Linked DNA regions of Gossypium hirsutum: region 1 is linked to region 2. A link is a contact called in public Hi-C data. All regions are on one chromosome and are shown on one strand. Each heading gives the region's core, a stretch centred on a gene start, on an enhancer-like site or on the middle of the called end of the contact. The rest is flanking DNA. Distances are from core to core; before and after follow the strand shown.

Region 1 (4,704 bases), core at 1,588-4,087, 41 kb after region 2:
AACATGCTGCTGCGTTAATCGAGTTGTTCTCTGTAAAAATAAAATCCATTTCAAATTTTAGAGTTTAGTGAAATGACTTATGGGGTTTTGTGAAAAAGGGTTTAAAAAAAAAACAAGAAGATATATATGGTCAAATCATCCTATTTAGTTCCTAATTTCGAGAATTTGGCTCATGGTTAAATCTTTTAGTTTTCGCTAATCCCTAAACTTTAAAAATTTGCTTACAATTTTTGTTAAAGAAAAAACAGTTGATTAATAATAATATGTATAACGTATTTAAAAGAAAGATAGTTAGTAGAGGTGTTCATGAGTCAAGTTCGGGTCAGATCTAAATATGATATTAATATATTTTATGTTTATTCAAGTTCGACCTGGCACGAAATATGTGGTCAAAATTTTATCAAAACCTACCCATATTTATAAAAAATTAACCCAAGCTCATTATAGGCCCGCTCATACTTTTTAAGATTTTTTAAATATTTATATTATATTATTTTAATATTTATTATTTTTATATATTTTTTATTTATCAAACTTTTTTATAACATTATTTTAATGTTTACATTAGAGTAGTATTATATATTTTGTATATGTTTTTTTTAATGTGTTTTAAATTACATAATATATAAAAATAACATAATATAAAGTATTATAAACTTAAAAATAGGTCATGCCAGACTTAGGCTTTGAATATTTAAGCTCGAGCCTGACCCATATTTTAAATGGACCTTTTTTTTGCCAAAGCTTATTTTTTCGGCTTAATATTTTTATCCAAACCTTTTCAAATTTCGAGCGAGTAACCCGACCCATGAACAGGTCTATTCATTAGGTGTTCCTTTTGCTGAGACAATTTTTTCTTTTTACAAAATGTAAAATTTAAGTTTTAGTTTCTTTATTATGCTAAGATTTGAAATTTAATCTCTATACTTTAATTTATAATACAATTTAGTCTTTATATTTTTATAATGTTATTAGTTAATGCAAATAGTTAATGTCGTTAAATTTTCGATTAAACTGTTCGATGGTTATATATAATTTGGATTTAAAAATTATTATCTGTTGGGTTTGCTTTGCTTTTTTACAATATCAGACAATAATTAAATTTAAATTTTTAAACCATGAGTTATTGTGTAGTGGTTGCTCACATCATCCCTTAATTATTTAGTTGGGGGTTCGATCCTTACTCATGGAACATAACACATTTCACAGTCAACCATTTACCTCTTCAAAGAGCACCGTGATGAGGGGATTAATCATTGCTGTCGGCGGTCTAAATTGTTAATATTGTTAACTATTTCAATTCAATGCTGATGTCATTTTTTTTCTTGAGAACACTATTCCTACAAAAAAAATGTATTTTATCACGTTGAGTTTGAATTAAAGTTTTTTTTTTAAATCCACACCAACATTGTCAATGTTATTTTTTGTTACATCATTATTAAGTGAATTATTTTTTATTTTAAAATGTCACAGCGATGAATTTAATGGATGAATTTTAACAATAATAACAATTAAACCTAAATTTCTAAATTTGAAAAATAGACTAACTATAATCTTAAAAATAAAAAATTAGGAGATTATAAAATGTTTAAAGCATATTTTAACTTTCAAATTTTCATTCTATAATTTGGTACAAGAAAAAAGGAACTCTATGTGAAGCATGGGAACCATATCAGTAATAATAAGAGTAAACTACACCTAAAGTCATTAAACTATTAGTAAGTTTACATTATGGTCACTAAACTATTCAAAAGTTTTTATTTAAGTCAATGGGTTGTTAAGGGTTTTTATTTTTATTTTAAAGTCTGGCTAGCGAGCTAATGCCTATTCGACAATTGGTATGGTGGATGAGTACCCATCCACAAGTAGAAGAACATTTCTTATATCTAAATATATTCGATGGTTAGTGTAGAAGATCATTGAAGAAAGTTATTCAAATTTTGGTTTACAGATTTGTAAGGATCAATGTTGTTTTATGAAAAAAAAAAAGAAACTAAATTGTAAAAGAGAAGAAGAATGAGAGTTTTTGATTGATATGGATGGTGCAAGTAGAAAATGTTATAAAATAATAATTTCAATAATTCGATAATTAAAATGAAAATTTTTTAAATAATTTAATGATATTTTATAATTTTTTTTTAATTTAAAAGATGAAAAGATAAAACTTATTAATAACTTACCTTAATAATAATAATATTTTCCCGGACCCAGCTTATAAAGGGCGGTCATTGCAGGCTGGGACTCCACCAAACAACACAGTCCCAATCGCTTGAGCTGGGGAACCACATGCACTGTACTCACATTACCAAACAAAACCTTCCTTCACCTAGCTATTACTATACGACACATTTTGACACTTACTAAGATTTTTGGCACCTTCCTATCGCTCATCACTTGGTAAAAAGCAATCTCACACATATTTTTAAATTTTTAAATATTTGCATTTAATATTTTATACGATGTCACACTCAATACTCATACAGAAATTTTAAATAATTTGGGTTTGAGGAGCTGCAAGTAAAGTATTTTTTTCCTGTGAAATGCCCAGGTGAAGTAAGGGGTTTGTATTGGGTGGCTGTCTTTTCAATATAATAATATAATATGAACTGTATGATGGGGGTGGGGGTGGAGGGGCCTTTGCATGGCAGAAAGAGATGAGAAATTAAATTTTGGATGGAAATTTGACATGCATTCATACCATCTTCATTAAGAATCACAGCCAAATTTAAATAAAAAAAACAGGGAGCGTTATTAACTCAGATTTGTGGTCTCCATCACCACCTATCCCTTTCTGAATGGGGGGGCTACCTCTTTTGGAGGGCACACCTTTTTACTATTTAACAGTGATATGTCGACCAAATGTAGCCATGACTCTTTGAATTACAACCCTATTCTGTTATTACAACATTTGTATTCCATGTATATTTTAAATGTAATTATGTAACTATGATCTTACATATATAGAGAGATTTTATGTTTCTTTATTTACAAAATGAATAAAAGTATCATTAAAAAATATTATAAAAGAATCAAACTGAATATTTTAATTATAATTCAAGAGTCAATTTAGATATAAGTCCTTCAATTAACATGTGATATCACTTTTTTGTTAAGGGTGTAATGACTTTTAACGGATAAATAATCAAAACGTTAACTTTTCATAATTCAATGGTAAAAGAAAAAAATTTACTAAGGGGTAGATAGATGCGCGTAGAGCTAGGGGGCCTTGAGGACAAATATATTGGGCTGGGACACATGACACAATACATTATTGATTTGGTCCATAGTCCATATGGTTTAAGGGCCTACAACATGGGAAAGGGTATAATTCTTGGGAATTTTTTCCTACGGTGCCTACTAAAATGCAAATATTCATTCTGATGAGATGTAACCATTATGAGCCCTCTGATTTCGCCGGTTTCGTACAATGGGACTTCGGGATTGTATTTATTTTAATTGAAGAAATGATTGGTGTCAGTGGCAGATGAAATCTTGCACACGTGTGTTGTGTACCTTACTTGCTAGATTATTAAATTTTTAGATATTTTGCTCCGATATAAATGTAAGCCCTAATTGATATCTTTGCTCATTTGTGAAAAGGTACAATCCATGGCCTACTCGGCTAGGCCGGCCTAATTATTGCAACTCACAAACATGGCTACAACCTATGAGGGACATATTAGATGCATGGGGAAGATTCACATCTATATATTCCTATATAAGATTTAAATGATATCCAAAACCAAAACTGTAAATTTAATTTTAATTTAGTTGTATCGGTTTTATTATTATAAAAGAAAAATTAGATTCGAGTATGTTTTAAGGGAAATCAACAAAAAACAGAAAGGGTTAATCAACTATACCATCGCTAGCATGCACATGGTGGAACGTATCTTTAGGTAGATTTGGTCATGAACTAGATCATTCATTAGTTTAGATAAAAATATAGACTCAAAAAAAGAGTTTGGACAAAAAATAAGACCAATTTCCTAAATGAATCTAGCCTCAAATAAGATTTTTTGATTTTGCCCGAATCAACTTAAAATTTCTTTTTTGCTGATGTTTTGTTATCATGTCACTATTATATTGCTACTATATTTTTTGTTATTATTTGGGTATTGTATAACTCTTGTTTTATTGTTAAGTTTGCTACTATTTTAGATATATTTGTTCGCTAAGTTACAATTATTTTAGTGTTATTTAAGTATAAAGATTTTTTAATGCATTTTTTATTTTTTGGAAAATATTTATTTTAATGTTTTTAATATATTTGATGTAGTATATTTTTTAAATTTATTTTTAAATAAAAAATTAATACAAGCAGGTCAGATCAGGCTCGAATTTAACATTTTTAATTTGGGCCAAAATGGATAAAATTTGAGGTTTATTTTTGGATTTAGTCGGACATGAACTTAAAATTTTGTATTAGTCCAATCAACCCATTACCAAATCTAATTTTAAACTTATTAAAAATTTCAAAATTTAAAAAAGAATTAACTAAGACTTTAAAAATCTTGGTGAGGTAATTAAAATTTTTTTATAGTTTTGGGAGGGCGAAAGCCTCCTCTGACTCTAACTGAACCGTCCAGTGGCAAGGCCCAAAAAGAGAGAGGGGTATAGTTGGACCATAAAAGACAACACCCAACCCCTCCTTCCTCACTTTTATTCGTCAAACTCAAATGGGCTACGCAATCCCACAATAAT
Region 2 (4,351 bases), core at 1,080-3,579:
TACCACAATTGCCCAAACTGGCCTGCTAATTAAAATCTTCTTCCATGGAATTTTGGTTGCTTTGACAGTACTTCCTCCATTCTCCATTTTTGTCCTTGGACTTGCATCGGTAGGTAACAAAGACTCTCCAAATCCAGCAGCGGCGGCTTTCGGATGCTCGGATCGAGGGGGATCAGTTGCATATTTAAACCAAAGCACAGACCACAGGACACCTAATGCTGCTTCTGCAAGAAATACAGATTCGGGACCTTTTAACTTCACCAGGCTTGGAAGGAAAAGCATCCCCATAGCTGCACCTAGGTACATCCCAGAAGTTGTAAGTGAAACAGATCTCGATCTCTCATGTGGAGGGACCCACTGTGCTAAGACAGTGTGGATTGAAGGGAAGATGAAACCTTGTGCTACACCAACAAGCAACCGAGCAACGACTAAGATTGTGACTCTATTAGGATCTAGCGGAACCAAGAAACAAGTCAATGACCATAATACAAACGAGAAAAGAAGAACCTTCCTTCCCCCAATCTTTTGAGCAGCCCGTCCTCCAGGCACTTGAGAACAAGCATAACCATAGTAGAATGTGGAAAGTATCGTGCCTTTGCTTGACTGGTTAATCCCAGCAGCATCTGCTGCAACTGTGTATGCTATAGAGAAGCCGACGCGTTCTATGTAACAAACGCAAGTGCTAACAAAGGTTAAAATGACAATTAAGTATCGATTTGGGAGATTCATCCAAGTCATAATTCACTTTCCTATAGGAATCTTAGTTTTGCTAACTGTCTTCAAACAAATAGACCATCCAGCAGCTTGGTGTTTCAATCCTCGGTAGCAACCACTTTACAACAAGACAGTAGTTTCTTCAATAGTGTTCCAAGCCTTCAAGATACTAGCCAAGCCTGAATTAAAAAATTTATTCAAATGTTACAAATACAGTGTAAAGCACCGTTAAATCAACTTGCAAAAGCTAAATGTTAACTAGACATCAATTAAGAAAGAACTCATGCTTAATTTGCTATATTAGTGAAATCTTAAGTGAAAACATTGGCTGCATCAAAACAAAATATTTATAGAGGGGAGATTGCTGGTAAGGAAATGAAGTGAACTTGAGCATGAACTGCATCCAGACGATAACCAATAACTAGGATTAATAGAGTAGCATGTAATCTGATTAACAGAAGTTTGAAACTAAATACTGCTTAAGTAATGTAAAAATAAAAACTAATATGAACATGACACTTCTTGAGTTAAAAATTGGGAGATACAAATTTAGTAACTCATATTTGTTCCCAAGAATATAAAGAAGTTTATAAGTAGAAAAAAAATGGAAAAATCAGAAGATGAAACCATGATATTTTCCCAAGAAATCATTACCAGAGGTAAAGATGACATTTTCCCAAATTTGGAATTGAAGTGATCAAGAAAATTGCAGATAGCATTTGCAAAGCATGAAAATGGGATTGGCATTTTAACCAAGATCTGGGAAAATGAAAGGTTTTCATTACGTTAAACCATTTTTTTTATCAGTTATATACAAGATGAATGAACTGATCCACGTACTAACAAATTCAAAGAAACAGAACAAGACATTGGCAAGAAAGTAAACAAAGGCAAAAAAGAAAAAATTCAAGCAGAATCGAAATACAAGAAGAAATGATCAAATTCCGATCTCATGATATATAAAAGGGGATAAGAGAACTGAGTTTTAGTTAAAACGTATTCGGTTTTTCTTTCCCCCAGAAACTCACCCGCTGGTCAACTTTAACGAACTAGACGAAATTAGGAAAAAAAAAACCCAAAAAATCTCAGTAACTAAAATCCAACATTTCTCATTAAAAGACGAAGCAAGAAATGGAATTAATAGGGAAAATTGAACCAAAAAAAAAAGTGACTCAATTGAAGCAATAAGAAGAAAAAGAAGCAGAAAGAAGAAACAAGAAGAAGAGAACACACCTTGGGATTATTTGGAAATGCATCCAAGAAAGAAAAGAGCGAGAATGAGAGGGGTTAATGTTTCATGTGAATATCAAACATGTAAGGACATTGATATAAAGAAAAACATATGAACAAAAAACAAAGAAGATAGAAAGAAAGAAAGAGAGAGAGGAAGTCAAATGTGGGGTTTTTGGTTATCTTCTCTCTTTCCTTCAATGTCACACATGAGATGAGAAGCCTTCTGCTTTCTTCCCTATAAAGCCAAACCCTTCCTGGTCCTCTCTCCTTTACTGTGTCAACATTAACATTTAATAAGGGGTAAATTCTGAACTTAAAAAAATTACTATATAAACACTAACATTATGGATTTGTTATAATATAGCCACTAAACCATGTAAATTTATGTTGCAAGTGTAAGAGTTCGTGTATTTATATGGTGGTTGTGGCAAGAAATTCTGAATAATGGGGAGCGGGCTCAACGGCATATATACAATGAAGGCTATTGTGTTCGCTGTGGATTTCCGATTGACACTAGCCCACATGCCATATGAGATTGTGAGTTCTTAAAATTGATTTGGAAGACGTGAATCCTAATTCAATCGGGAATATATTCTTTTCATCGAATTTGAATATGTAGTTAATCAAGAACTCGTTATCTCAAGAGGAATTGACAATGAAAGAGAAAAATTGGCCGACTTTGTTTGCAATATTGTGTTGGCTATTATGGAAAAGCCGAAATAATTTCATTTTCAATATATAATAGCCATAGTAATGTTGATGTTGTTGTAGGTAAATGTTTAACTTAAGTTGCAAGCTTTGTAAACTCAAAGTCATATGAGCTCTATCGCATTCAGAAGGTGTTAGGTGATTATTGGAAGCAGCTAAAGAAAAGGTGGGTTAAGTTGAATATAGATGGTGCATTGTCGAAAAGCAATAATATTGTTGCAATTGGTGGCGTGTTTAGAGGCCATGATGCCAATTGAATGTGAGGTTTTGCTATGTGAATTAAGAAAGATTAGTTGTCAAATCTGAGGTAAGAGCTATATGCCTCAATTTAGCATGGACGTTTGGTTTTAGGCAATTAGAGTTGGAGTGTGACAATACTTTAGTTGTAGAAACTATTTTAGTTGGTTATGCGAGTACTAGTATGTTATTGGAGTTGTATTTGATTAGTCAACACCGAAATTAGAAGGTTCATTTTCGATACATCATTAAGAAACATGGCAGAAAAGTGAATTGGATAGCTAAACCGGGGAGTAAGAACTATGATGAGATATAGATATATGAAGAAGCCCGAATCTTATTAAGGGAGCTTCTCAATGTAAATCTTAATTCTTTGGTTGTTACTAGAGTTTCTTAGATTTATTAAAGAGCGGTGCAAGAGCATTTAAGGAAAATTAAAGAATGAGGGTGACGTAGGAATTGAAGAGCATGGGCATTCAATCCGCTGTCGCTGTATAGAAGGTACTTCTTCAGGTGTATTTTTTTTTGCAATGGATTGGGCAATACAGTGTCGTTTTCCTTTGCTTAATTAGTAATTGATTTGAACAATTGAACTTCCAGTAAAACGCCAAAGGCACCTGCTTTTGCCCAACCTTCACTCTTTAATTCAATCATAAGCAATAAAAGATCAAAAAGAAAAAAAGAGAAAAAAAGAATCAATGGTGATGCCTACCAGAACAATTTTACTTAATATAATATAAACAATAATTAGAAAAAGTCAACAATCTGGCAGCCTGTCCAAATATATATATATAAACGAATCCTAGATTGAAAAACTTTTGAATGTGCAGGTAGCATGTTTAAATAACAAATAAAAGGAAGGGAATAATGCTCGTTGAGGAGAGTGGTAAAGGGTTCATTATCCCTTAAACTAGGTTAATAATAAAATTTTGAATTTAAGTATTTTGAATGGAGAAAACAATGTAAAAAAAGTTTTGCTCTAGTTTTAAGAATCTAACTCAACTCAGCAATAAATTTAATCGAAATTCAAAGACCCTAAAGATGATTTAATATAACCTCCTCTCTAAAGTATAATCAACCATAACTCAAATGTTTGAGTGGTCCTTGATCTAAACATTTACTACTCTTTACAACAATACTAAGGCCTAGGAGAAGCACTTAATATGGTATTATTGGTAGTCTAAGAAATGAAATTCACTCTTTAGTAAGGCTTCATTTTCATATCCACCTACCCCACAAAATTGCCAAGTACAGAAGTACCGACATATTGTTGCAAATTGTACATTGAAAATAGATAAACAAACAAAAATGGAAGCTGTCTACTAACGTGCAACGAAATCTATATGCAAATGATAGCAATGAAAATAAGTGACAGCTAAAGTCACCTTTTCGTTTCTCAGCCTAATAATAAGGGGAAAAGATTTTATAATTTGATTGAAGAATAAATCTTAAGGTGATT

What was found. Hi-C and Micro-C count contacts between places; a contact is called where the count stands out from the background.
Region 1: a Hi-C map of leaf shows a contact between it and region 2, with 2.3 times the contacts expected there. The contact joins the enhancer-like site here to the promoter of LOC107940819 in region 2. A contact is called at or near these places in 4 of 34 Hi-C or Micro-C datasets (all in leaf).

What each region holds. Positions count from the first base shown.
Region 1 is chrA03:108,642,469-108,647,172 of Gossypium_hirsutum_v2.1, forward strand. No RefSeq gene overlaps it. Among protein-coding and RNA genes, the nearest start is that of LOC107940820, 8.1 kb to the left of the region's middle. Within about 2 kb of position 2,838, at least 3 of the 9 cell types and tissues checked have an H3K27ac peak or open chromatin away from gene starts, as enhancers often do. A contact at or near this core is called in leaf, where this site is marked.
Region 2 is chrA03:108,601,515-108,605,865 of Gossypium_hirsutum_v2.1, forward strand. It overlaps LOC107940819 (probable anion transporter 5), which reads right to left and starts at 2,330. Exons shown (of 2, transcript XM_016874282.2): 1 at 1,948-2,330; 2 at 1-893. The coding sequence starts at 738.